Linked DNA regions of Mus musculus: region 2 is linked to region 1. A link is a contact called in public Hi-C data. All regions are on one chromosome and are shown on one strand. Each heading gives the region's core, a stretch centred on a gene start, on an enhancer-like site or on the middle of the called end of the contact. The rest is flanking DNA. Distances are from core to core; before and after follow the strand shown. Region 1 overlaps Slc38a4 (solute carrier family 38, member 4). Region 2 has its middle 23 kb from the start of Gm33149.

Evidence for each region. A called contact is a pair of places that touch in the nucleus more often than the background predicts.
Region 2: a contact with region 1 is called in a Hi-C map of embryonic fibroblasts, with 12 read pairs. The contact joins two enhancer-like sites. A contact is called at or near these places in 1 of 15 datasets of contacts at CTCF or cohesin (the NIH/3T3 cell line), 11 of 484 Hi-C or Micro-C datasets (the F1.1 cell line, the HL-1 cell line, embryonic fibroblasts and 5 more), 12 of 115 datasets of contacts at active chromatin or transcription factors (cardiomyocytes, craniofacial prominence, embryonic fibroblasts and 6 more) and 1 of 9 other capture datasets (embryonic stem cells).

The regions. Positions count from the first base shown.
Region 1 is chr15:96,996,661-97,002,547 of GRCm38.p6, forward strand. Slc38a4 (solute carrier family 38, member 4) reads right to left here. Exons shown (of 16, transcript NM_027052.3): 14 at 2,829-2,973; 15 at 1,783-1,880; 16 at 1-431. The coding sequence ends at 330. Among named protein-coding and RNA genes, the nearest start is that of Gm32840, 45 kb to the right of the region's middle. Within about 2 kb of position 3,756, at least 75 of the 459 cell types and tissues checked have an H3K27ac peak or open chromatin away from gene starts, as enhancers often do. A contact at or near this core is called in the HL-1 cell line, the NIH/3T3 cell line and embryonic fibroblasts, where this site is marked.
Region 2 is chr15:97,136,285-97,142,171 of GRCm38.p6, forward strand. No RefSeq gene overlaps it. Among named protein-coding and RNA genes, the nearest start is that of Gm33149, 23 kb to the right of the region's middle. Within about 2 kb of position 2,232, at least 11 of the 459 cell types and tissues checked have an H3K27ac peak or open chromatin away from gene starts, as enhancers often do. A contact at or near this core is called in the HL-1 cell line, the NIH/3T3 cell line and embryonic fibroblasts, where this site is marked.

The DNA of each region.
Region 1 (5,887 bases), core at 2,506-5,005:
GGGACAGGCTATTGTCTGCTGACCAACACACGCAGCCAACAGGCTTCAGCTTGCACAGCTGCTGCAAACACAACTCGGGCATCACACACTGCACTGCACGGCCTGGGTTAAAATGTGTGCCACAGAATTTTTAATGCATCCTTCACCATTCCCAACAAAACCATTCCCAACAAAACCCATAATTTTCTCTTCCACAAGTATCCCATGATAGAGCTAGAAAAACGTCTTTGGAATCTTGCTAATTCCTCAGACTAACATCCCAATCAAGACAACTAAAATGTCCTTCAGACAATTTCAGCTGTTTCCAGTGGAGACGCGTCTCCCCGGGATTAGTGGTGATTGGGATTCGGCGGGTTGTAGATCCAGTCGAGTATAATGAGCGCCATGCTTCCCATCATGAAAATAATTCCAGTCACAAGGAAGACCAAAGCCTGCAATTCAGAGGGAGCACATTAGAGAGAGGAACAGAGACGAGGAGCAGCACAGCTTGCTTTAGGACAGTGTCATGGGGTGGTGGTGTGCCCTGTATATTCTCAGTGAAAAAATGGCAAGTCAATGTAGGACCCTCACTGGGAAAGGAGAGAAAAGGTGAACACGTGGCGGGCATACGGGTGGAGAAGAGAGTCACAGCACGTGAAAATATGGGCATTACCAAAAACTAAATGGCAAAGACTGAACGATGTAGGAAACACTCATGACCCCTCTGGTAGGAAGAGTAGTGTGTGTGACACAATTGATAAGCCATACGGATAAAATGGAGGCCCAGTGTGTGTTGGTCATTTCTGAAAAAAAGGACCAAGTATGGGTATCTTTGTAAGTAGGAATATTGAGAACACATCAATATTTCAGAAGTTTTAACTGGAAGTGTTCCTACATACACCACACAGATCAGTCTTCTAATTCTACCTGCTGAGGAACGGCAGGTGAAGTTGTCGTTAGTATGGGTCTAGGAGACAACTTGGCCCACTTTATATCTGGTCCAAATGACAATGGGTCACAGCCAAGGTGAGTACTTTCCCCTGGGGGCGCTGCTGCAGACACCCGGGCAGGGTGGAGCACACGGCTGCCCTTATGTCCCTGGGCACCCCAAGAAATGAATGACTTCAAGGACCAAACTTGCATTTGGAAGTATACTTCTCAAGCCTTGGAAGAAGACTGATCTTAACTGATAATACTTAATTAATGGTAAACTATCGATTGTGGTGTGTGTTTCTGAAGTATTTATCATAGAAAGAAAATGTGTACTCCATTGTTCAGTAAGATGATATCTTACATCTGAAAAGATTAACTGGGAAATGATTGATCCCGATTTTTACATTGTAATCCAAACAGCAGAGCCTATAGGGAAATGAATATAAGGGAGATAGATAATAAATAGATAGAAGGGAAATGAAGGCCATCTTTGCCCCCTGTGAATCAAGCAATTCGCAAGGGACTAAAATTCTGGCATTACCCCAACACGGCGAAAGAACCTAGTACCTCATTATGTTACAAATCATATCAAACCTGGCACTGGACATCGGAGTATACATGGCATGCATGACTGTTGGGGAATTTACCACGCCAGCATTTACCACAGGAGAACTCAACAAAATATTTAGATATTTGTTACTTGAAGGAGAGAAACCCTAGAATCCTCGGATGGTCACAGACCCTCTCTACCCCGCCTCAGCTTTTCTGTCTTGTCTCCTGCTTCGTTTTTCTGAACCGTGTGTGTTTTCTGGCTTACTCTTGAGTGCTGAAGAAATACTTACAGGAGGAGATATCACAAGTCTTACTTACCCCAATCTTCTGGGGTGATCTTAGAGGTTCTTTCTTGACGAGCTTGAGATAAAACGCAGCCGGAAGAATGAAAATCAGCATAGTGGCAGAAGAAGCCCCTGAGGAAAGAGATGCAGGGTGGGTTAATAGTCTCCCAAGGCTGGTTGTCCTAGAAAAGAAGGTTTCTGCAGGCCCAGGCTTCAGGACAAACAGAAATAATGCTATCTTGGTATTCTTAGCATTAAAAGCAACATTTAAGCCATAGGTCATCTTGATTATTTCTTTTTAAAATTGTGTCTTTATAGAGAAAATTTAAATATGCTTCATATCATAGCATCGTAAGTATAACCATAATAAGCACTGAGAGGCCAAGCAATACAAGTTGCTAAAGACTTAGCAATATAACTACAAACTCAGAGGGCTGAAAACACCTTGCATGCTTCCTGTCCACTCTTACTTTGCAATTTGCCCACACCTGATTCTCTTGAAAGTTATTCTGCCCTTAAAATGCAATAAACCCTCTGCCTGGATTGAGAAATTAAATGTACTAACAGACCCTGTGGTTAAAGGAAATAAGATGTTTTATGCTATCAGCCTCCTAGTCCTCTAAGAACATCTTGAATACCCGATTTGACACAGACTCCAGAGAGCCAGTGGTAGTCAACATTTGTCCTTACTGGTCTCTTGAAGACAAAACTACTGGGCAGGCCCAAATTTGGCGTCGAAGACAGAGCTACTACGCATGCCCAAATCCTGAGTGGAAGACAGAACTACTGCGCATGCCTAAATCCAGTGTCCATCAAAAGGTGTGCGACTTGGCTTTTTGAGGCTCAGTTTCCTCATCTCTTGAAAAGGCCCGAGGACCAAATGGCTATAGGTGACTCCCAACATCAGTTGGGAGGGAGCGGGCACTGCCAGCGCAATCCCTGAACCCAGCAGGGCCTGGCGGTGTTCTTATTAGCCTAAAGGGGACTGGGAGCCCTGTCTACACTGCTCCGTCTCCGTATTTGCCATTTAAGGCGGTCTTAAGTCTGAGCTGGCCAAACAAAAGCTTTTCTGAGACATACCTATGAATCCAAAGATGTATTTGATGGTAGGCACGAGGATGACCAGGATGTTGTTGAGTGCGATGATGATTGCAGCGATCCCGAAATGCTTCAGCCAGCTGAAGGGTTTCCTTGGAAACAGCAGTGTGATCACCGAAGTACGGATCTGCAAGAGGGTGTGCAAAGGCATAGTCGCTTCTTTAACTTCTGTTTTTGATCTCTGCTACGGCTTTAAGTATTCTAATCTAAAGCGTTTTGTTTTTATTTTAAACCCAACACACACACACACACACACACACACAAACAAAGCTACACACTTTAAAAAAAAATCTCTTGATTTTTTTTCTCATGTTCGTCGTGTGAAAACACACACTGCATAGCGCTTATCACCCTAACTGCTTCTAACTTTGTACAGTTGAGCAGAATTAAGTCCATTCCAAACGCTGTGCAAACTTCATGCCGATTTTTCATGTCTAGGGGTGATATTATTTTCCTTGGTTGCATATCACGCGTTCACTTTCTCGAATCTTAGTATTCTCCGTTAAAAAAAATAATTTTGGACAGAAGCGATAAAGTAACAGCTTCGAGCAACTTAGAGGCAGTGAAGTCCTCGCTGATAGCTAAGTGTGTCTTCTTCTCATTAGACTGGCTAAGCATCAAGGACAAGACGCCGAGGTGACTTACGCAGACTGTAAAGCAATTTCTAGAGACCTGGCTTTTCCCTAATCTTCCATTTTATTTAACATTTTTCCACTGGTATTTTGAAAAAGAAAAAAAAATGTGATACTTTTTGTGTTCCCTCCTTCCTCCCACACACATTAATAGATTACAGATCCCCAAAAGGCAAGCAAGAAGTTAATAACCTCAGCATTCTTCAGAGGCCCTCCCTCAGTCATTTGCACAGAGCAGGCACTCAGTAAATGCTGAGTTAAACTGACAGCAGGAATCTTTCCACTCCCTTTGGGGGTTCTCGACAGATTCCAGCCCCGTTTCAGCAGCTGAAAGAAGGATGCAAACGCTCAAGAGAGGCTCCACTTGCTGCAGAGCCCAAGTAAATGGTGTGTCAGTAGATAAAGAGGCCGCTGAGGACAGGGGGACAGAGCCTTTGGGTTCAGACAGCCCAACACAGAAACATGCTTATCTCTGGCATCTGTTTATGAAGCCACTCTTTTTGGACTTGGTAGAATTACTCTATCTGCCTTACGATGTATAAGCCCTTCAGTTTAGCAAGAGCTTCCCGTAATTGATTCTCAGTCCCGAACGCTCAGAGTGGTGTTGAGACGGGAGCTTACAGCAGAGACAGCAAACGAGAACTCCATTTTGTAGTATGTATGGACAAACCAAAAAGAAAAAAAAATGCAAGCTTAACGGCCCGCAGTTTCTCCTGAGGCATTCCTTGCATACCATACCGGAAAATTAAAGCCATCTGTGTGGGTCAAAGGGAACTCCATTTGTAGAGTGGCAAAGTACACAGTCCAGTCTTGCAACTGGCTTAACAGTGACTTTGTGAAAGGATTTAAAAGTTGGAACAGGGAAAAAATATGAAGCTCACTGTGAGAAGCAGGAAGAGGAAATCGAGAGAGTTCAACCCCTTTCCCTCAAGTCTCTGCGACAGCCTACTTTATGACCTGTGAAGAATGTCTGTCTGATATTGTCCACAAGCCTGTGGGCTTGTGATAAGTTTTCTCTAGTGGCGAGTGTTGCTCAAGGGTGTGTCTGACTCTGGGAAGCGAGCTGAATGTAGATCTGTGGTACCTGAAGACACAAAGCTTTTGTTTTTTGATTTGTTGTTAAAATGATGCACTGGAAACAACAATGGCAACAACAACAACAAACCAAAAAGAAAAGAAACAAAGCAAAAACCGAGTCAAGGGTCGTCCTGTATGTTCAGGGTGTCTGAGAATGGACCCAGTTTCCTAAGGTTACGTGGTAGACTGAGGTTTGGCCGACCGAACCAAGAAGACAGAAAAGCAAGAATAAATTAGAGCAAAGTTGGAGTGAACAGCGAGGGCTTTGCTTTCACCACGAGTGAGCGGAGGAAAAATCCTTCACAGGACTGAAGGAACAAGAGGAACATAAAGAGTTAATGGCCTCCTGAAGAGGGCAACAGCACCAGGAAGGAGGCCTGCTGAGAGCGGACGGGCAGTGGAAAGGGTTAGAAGGGAACGCTTGTTCATTCCATGTCACAGAGCCACCTTTAGGGGAAAGCGGATCCAAACAGCTGGGGCAGCTCCGTTTACCCATGTCAGGACCAAAGAGGCAACTCAACCCTATTACTCACAAGGCCCTGGGGCTCTTTCCCTTACCCACGTGCCCCCTTTTCTACGGATGCAAGCGGATGAAGATATAAAAATGTGTGTGGGAAGCAGGACAGGGAAGCCCCTAGCACCAGCCAGAGCCCCTGACCCAGAATGACTTTAAAAGTTTCCATGCAGTTTAGGCAGGTCAGTTGTTCCTACACAGTGTCTCCAGCCCAGTGTGGAGGTCATGGATTTGAAACAGCCTTGACTGATACCCTCAATAAGCTCGGATTCTCCCACTGAGTAGAAATGACTCCTCCATCATGTTACAAGGCTGCCTGGGCATAGCATTTTCGGAATACCAACTCTACTGGGCTTCCTGCCAGTGCCCACCATATTGGCATGCCTGTGTCGGTTCACGCCTCAGAACAGGAGACCTGAAGGCGGTACATGCAGAAGGGACGATTGTTCTGTGAGAAGATGAAATAGAAGTGGATAGAGAGCCTGGGCAGTGATCTTCTGAACGCATTATAGATAGAACATGAGCCTGTCCACTTAGGATACACTATAAAGGTTACTTGCTTTTCTAGTCTCTGTGGTTAGTTAGTAAGGTGTGAACCTGATTGCATGAAGCACAGTTATGAATGTCGCCATCCATCCTCTGGAAGGAGGTGCATTCCATAGTGGACCCCACCACCACCACCACCCCCCCCCCCCGCAGCCCCATGCCTAAGGAGATTCATGTGAAGCTGCTAAGGGGAGGTTAGCATCAGTTAATTTGGCCTCCACATCTGCCCAGCAGACATCACAAACGGCTCCTATATACCTGCGCTAAGAAGA
Region 2 (5,887 bases), core at 982-3,481, 140 kb after region 1:
CACACACTATCTCCAACAGCACTTGTAACAGGACTTGCTTTGGGACTGCCAGCTTCCAAATAATGACACAGAGACATATATTTATTTATGAATGCCTAGGCCTGAAGTTAGGTTTGTTTCCAGCTGGCTCGGAGCTCAACTATTCCGTTTATGCTAATCTAAGTCTCACCATGTAACTGGTTAGCTACCTCTCCTTCCTTCCAGGCCTGCAGCTTCTTCTCCATCTTCTTGATGAATCCTCCCGGGCCTGACTCTCTCCCAGAGTTCCCCTCTCTTCCAGGAAGTCCCACCTTCTATTTCCTGTTTTTGTTACAGGCCGTCAGCTTTTTGATAAACCAGTCAGAAGGTGAGAGAGGGTGGGTTTACAAAATATGATGCAGCCATATTAATAACGACACCAAAGTCAGCTTGTACTTGGCCCTCTGCCAACAGAGAGATCAGCATTTGAATAATACAAAGACGGTGTTTACACGGTGCACAATATTATCCCAACAGTGAGTTCTCCCAACAACTCCAGTAATGGCTCTAGTTAGACAGTCGTCTTCTTCCTTGACCACTGGACCATCCTGTGATGGGTTACACATCTGCAAACAATATACGTATTTCTAAGAACTGTGTGGGATTGTGTCTTCTTCCAAAATAAAGAACTCCCCTGTGCTAGTTAATGACTCTAATCTTAGAACTTGGGAGACTGAGGCAGGGGGATGACCATGATTTCAAGGCCAATGTTGGCAACATAATGAGGTCTTGGCCAGCCTTGGCTATAGAAGGAGACCTTATCTCAAAAGAGGAGGCAGGAATATGAGGAAAGAGAAGTAGAGGAAAAAAGAAAGAGACTCAAAGTTGGCCACAGATTTAAATATAAATGTAAAGCATGAAAAAAATCACATTCTTTACCCTCATTTTCAAATCAACTTAGGCAGATTAGTTCATCACTTTTCTCTAACGTTCTGGATTTTTCTAGGTAATCCGAGTATGCAAAGTGCGAGTCATTCTTGAACAGAAGGTTATAGGAGCTGAACGGGCATCTCTTTCACAGGACCATTCGATGGTCACTGGAATAGAAAGCTTTACCTATGTGATGCAGAGGTTGCTGGGCTCCTACTACTGTGTTGAAGCTGTGTGAAGACAGGCTTACAAACGGATCCAGGCATCACGTGCCAGAACTCAAATCCCTGCTGTAACAGTCACTTGTACATCCCTGGTGTGATTGTCATCTTAGAGGCTGGCTGATGAGTAAGCTTGCCCTTTCTGAACTCTGGCTGGCTGGTTCAACTCAACTGCTCTGGCTCAAACTCCCCTCCAAGATGACTGATTCAATCTGGCTTCTCTTGGCTTCTCACTAAATTGCTCTGCTTGGCCTCAAACTAACTCTGGCAATCTGTTCTAATCTTCTGGATCCTTCTCTGGCTCCTTCTGTCTTCATCTGGAACCTGTCTCTGTAAAACTGTCCCCGTAAAAACTGCCTCTCTCCCCCTCTTTTCCATGCTCCCCTCTTGAGCTAGCTCTTTCCTGTCTGTTCTCACGAGAAATGGGCATATCCCTTCTCTGACTCTGCCAAGTCCTTCTCTGATCCATCACTTTGTCTGCCCCTCGATTAGAAATCACTTTCAAACATGGCTGCTTCCTTCTATAAACTAACCTTACCTTAATGGTGTGTAGTAAAGGCATGTCTATATTCCAGCCAGGGGGATGAAAGGCATGTGACATTAAATTCCAATAGATCACACAGACCTAGGTCTTTGGATGTGATTAGAGCAGCCATGTTCCTGGATTAAAATTCCTCTACATCCTGTCCCACCAGTGTTGGACCTGTGTCTTTCTATTGTTTATTTCACCCCTAGTAATCTCTGTTTCCTCAACAGATAAGCTGCACTTGCTAGTACTACTGATGAGACTGTCTTAGTCAATGTTCTTTTGCTGGGAAGAGACACCATGACCAAGGCAACTCTTACAAAAGGAAGTATTGAATTGGGGTCTGGCTTACAGTTTCAGAGAGATTAGTTCATTATCATCATGGCAGGAAGCATTGTGGCACACATGGAGCTGAAGCAGTAGCCGAGAGTCACACTCTGTTTCACAAGCACACACTCACACAGAGGGAAGCAGGGAGAGAGAGAGAGAGAGAGAGACAGAACCTGGCATGGTTTTTGAAACCCCAAGGCACACCCACAATACCACACTTCCTCCAACAAAGCCATACCTTCTAATCCTATGGAAGAGTGCCACTCCCTGGTGACTAAGCATGCAAGTATATGAGCCATTCTTATCCAAACCACCGCAAATACTAGCCCTATTCTTGGCACTTCCCAAGTTCTCAGTTACCATGAGCTGCAGTTATTAGGTAGAATAAGTTACTCAGCAGATTCTGACTGCCGTGAAACAGCAGCGTCAGTCATTGACTTGCCTTGCTCATTTAGCTGGTATCGATTAGGAAGCGCTGAATTTAGAAGATGCCTGATTGACTAACAGGATCTCATTATCAATAATGGAGATACTAGGGTTATTAACATTCCTCAAATTAAATAGGAAAGTCCCTCCTGGAATTCTCTTCTCCTTTTCTTTCTCTTTTCCTTCTCCTCCCCTCCTTTTTTCCTGTCTCCTCCTTCCTCCTGCCTGACGTTTTGTTGGTTGGTTGGTTTTGTTTGTTTGTTTGTTTGTGTTGGGATTGAGCCCACGGTCTTCTGTGTAAAGACGAGTTTCTTTCGCTGAGTTACAATACCCCATGCCTTGACTTTTCTATGTGGATGCTGTGTCGTCTGTGAATGGACTTTTGTCCTTCTCAGTACCTTAGCCTTTGACTGATTTGCTGTCCCAGCGAGTTAACTAAAACTCCCGTAAGATGCTGAGAAGGAGTGTTATTTAAGAAGTCCTTTCCTTGCTCCTGATCCATGTGGAAAGCTTCTAGTTTTTCACTGTTGATCAGGATGTTAGCAGCGGTGTTTGTTTTTAATTTTAAACGATGTTTCTTATTCTCTGAGAATTTCTTACAGTGTCTTTAACATATCCACTCCCTTCCCCCAGCTCCTCCCATAACAAAGGTTCCACCAAATCTGACACATGGCCCTTTTGTGTTCAAGACTCTTGTACGTGCATACAATGTGACTTTGCTCAAGTCCACCCCACTTTGCTCCACTCTGACTTCTCCCACACCCCCTCCCCACACCCACCCCACCCCCACTTGCTCACAAGGTCATGGGATCTTTTCTCCTCCACGGGCCAGCATTTTAGTAGGTATATTCAGAACACTGACACACGAGTCACTCAGTATTTACTGAGTTCATTATTGGTTTCTGCGTACTTTGTTCCTATTTTATTTTAGCTTTTACTTGACTTCATTTATTGTGAATTTAAAATGCTTTTTTATTGTCATTGTTGCCTTTTATTTTTAAACAGAGCTCAAAGCCACAGAGAACTTGCAAGATAGATGGTACTAGCCAGAACCTGTTGCAATCCCCCCGAGGGCTGGAATTCCCAGTGCACATTCCTGGTGTTGTGTTTTAACTGAGCATTTTATATACATGTATTTTCTTTCTTTTCTTAGCATATCATTTTACACACACCCCATCCCTACACCTTTTAAATGTGTGCACTGGAACACACAAGGATCAAGCCATAAGTCCATTTTCAAGTGAGACTGTACCAAGTCATGATATTTGATGACTATCTCGGTTAGGGTATCTGTTGCTGTGAAGAGACACCGTGACCAAGGCAATTCTTATAAGGACATTTCATTGGGGCTGACTTACAGGTTCTGAGATTCAGTCCATTATCATCAATGCAGGGAGCACAGTAGCATCCAGGTAGGCATGGTGCTGGTGGAGCAGAGAGTTCTACGTCTTGATCAGAAGGCAGCCAGGAGGAGACTCTAGATCACACCAGCCAGACTTAAGCATATATTTGAGACCTCAAAGACCCACCTCCACAGTGACACACTTCCTCTAACAAGGCCACACTTCCTCTAACAAGGCCACACCTTCTAATAGTGCCACTTCCCATTGACAAAGCATATTCAGACCACCACAATGACATTATAACAGTGAAATATTAATTCCCCCCTCTGTCCTTAAATCGTGTGCACAGTTCATTTTACTTACACATAAGCATTCTGTAGCTGTAAGCATATATATGATATACACATAATCAAATACATACTTGTTATGATTATAAATGGCTATCTGTTATAACCAATTAAAAATAGCAAAATAGTTTTGGAAAAGGTAAAATTAAAAAAAAAGTTATGAGCAAACCCAAGAAATTTTTTAAATTTTTATAAATATAAAATCTATGTATATGTAATTATATTTATATATATATAATAAATGTATATTTATATTTATAAAATATAAAATTAACTTCCACTTAATAAAAATATAAAATTAAGCCTTCACTTAATCCTCCTTCGTGCTCTTCCTTTATGTATCTATACATTTCTAAACTATATAATTTCTTTTTCTTCTATCCTAATAGAATATCCTAATAGAATAGAGGACCCAGCACAGGAGATGGGGTCTTGTGTAGCCCAGGCTAGCCTCCAACTTGCTGTGTAGCCGAGGGTGACCTTGAGCTTCCGACCCTCCTGCCTTTACCTCCCAAGTGCTGGTAGTTATTATAGACAGGGGCTGTCACGCCCAGTTTATGCCCTGTGGGGAGTTGAACCTGCGACTTCCTGACTGGGAAGCAAGCACATTACAGCTGAATGATGTCCCCAGCTCCCAAAGACTTTCAGGTAACGTTTGCCAGATCTGCAGGCAGAGACATCGTCAGCTCTTGTTTGCTGATGAGGCCTTCCTGCCTTACTGCGTTCTCAGGAGATGCTTTTGAAAGATGCAGAATTCTAGGTCAGTGCTGGGTGTCGCTCACAACCCTGAATACGTCATTTCCTGAATACGTCACTCCATTTCCCGCGCACAGAGACGCCGATAGATTCCTGCCTCGGCTCCTGCCTCGGCTTATTTATAGGTGATGTGTGGATGTTTTCTTCTTTCAATAATAATTTTTCTTTTATCTTCATTTTCCCCCCGTCATTTGAATACAGATGGCGCGTCTCTGTGGCTTGCTTTGGTTAGGGTGGGGGTTGGGATCCATTCTACTTTATTTTCCCCACGTTTACACGGTTTACGTCCTTGAGTCTGACACGGTACATATACATGCACATTTTCAGGTCAGCAAGTCCGTTTGCGAGTTAAGACTGTACCACGTTGTGGTATCTGATGTAGAATCTCAGCCGTCGTTGCTTCCAATGTTATATTAGTCCGTCGCCTCCTTCTCTTTGGTGCTGCAGTTGTGTGTAGATCGCACCGTTCATTGTTTCCCCGCATCTCTTAGATAGTCTATTAATTTCTTTGGTGTCTGTTGTCTTTGTGTTGTCTTGGTGTTTCTGTTGACAGATCCTCAAATTCAGAGGCTGTGCTTGGCTCTGTCCAGTATGGCTGACAGGCTCCTCATAGTACTGTTTATTTCTGTCACAGTGATTGTCATCTTCTTCCTTCTTCTTCTAATTCTCCTTCTCCTCCTTCTTCCTCTTTTCCTCTTCTTCTTCTAGTCTTTATTGTTGTTGTTTTTCTCTTCCTCCTCTTCTTCTTTTAGTTCTTCTTGCCCTTCTTCTTGTTCTGCTCCTCCTCCTCCTCTTCCTCCTCCTCCTCTTCCTTCTCCACCACCACCTCCTTTTCCCATCTTGTGGAATTTGTGCTTGGCTCTTTCCTGAGATTTCCATTTCAATGCCTTTATCACCCTGCTATGTCTGTCTGCTGTCTGCTTTATCCATTAGGTTCCTCATCACATTAATTTTAGTTGTTTAACATTCCTGGCCTAATAGAGCCAACCTCCCTGCTCTCTGGTTCTCATACTTGCTGTCTCTTCAAATCATGCTTTACCCTTTGGTATG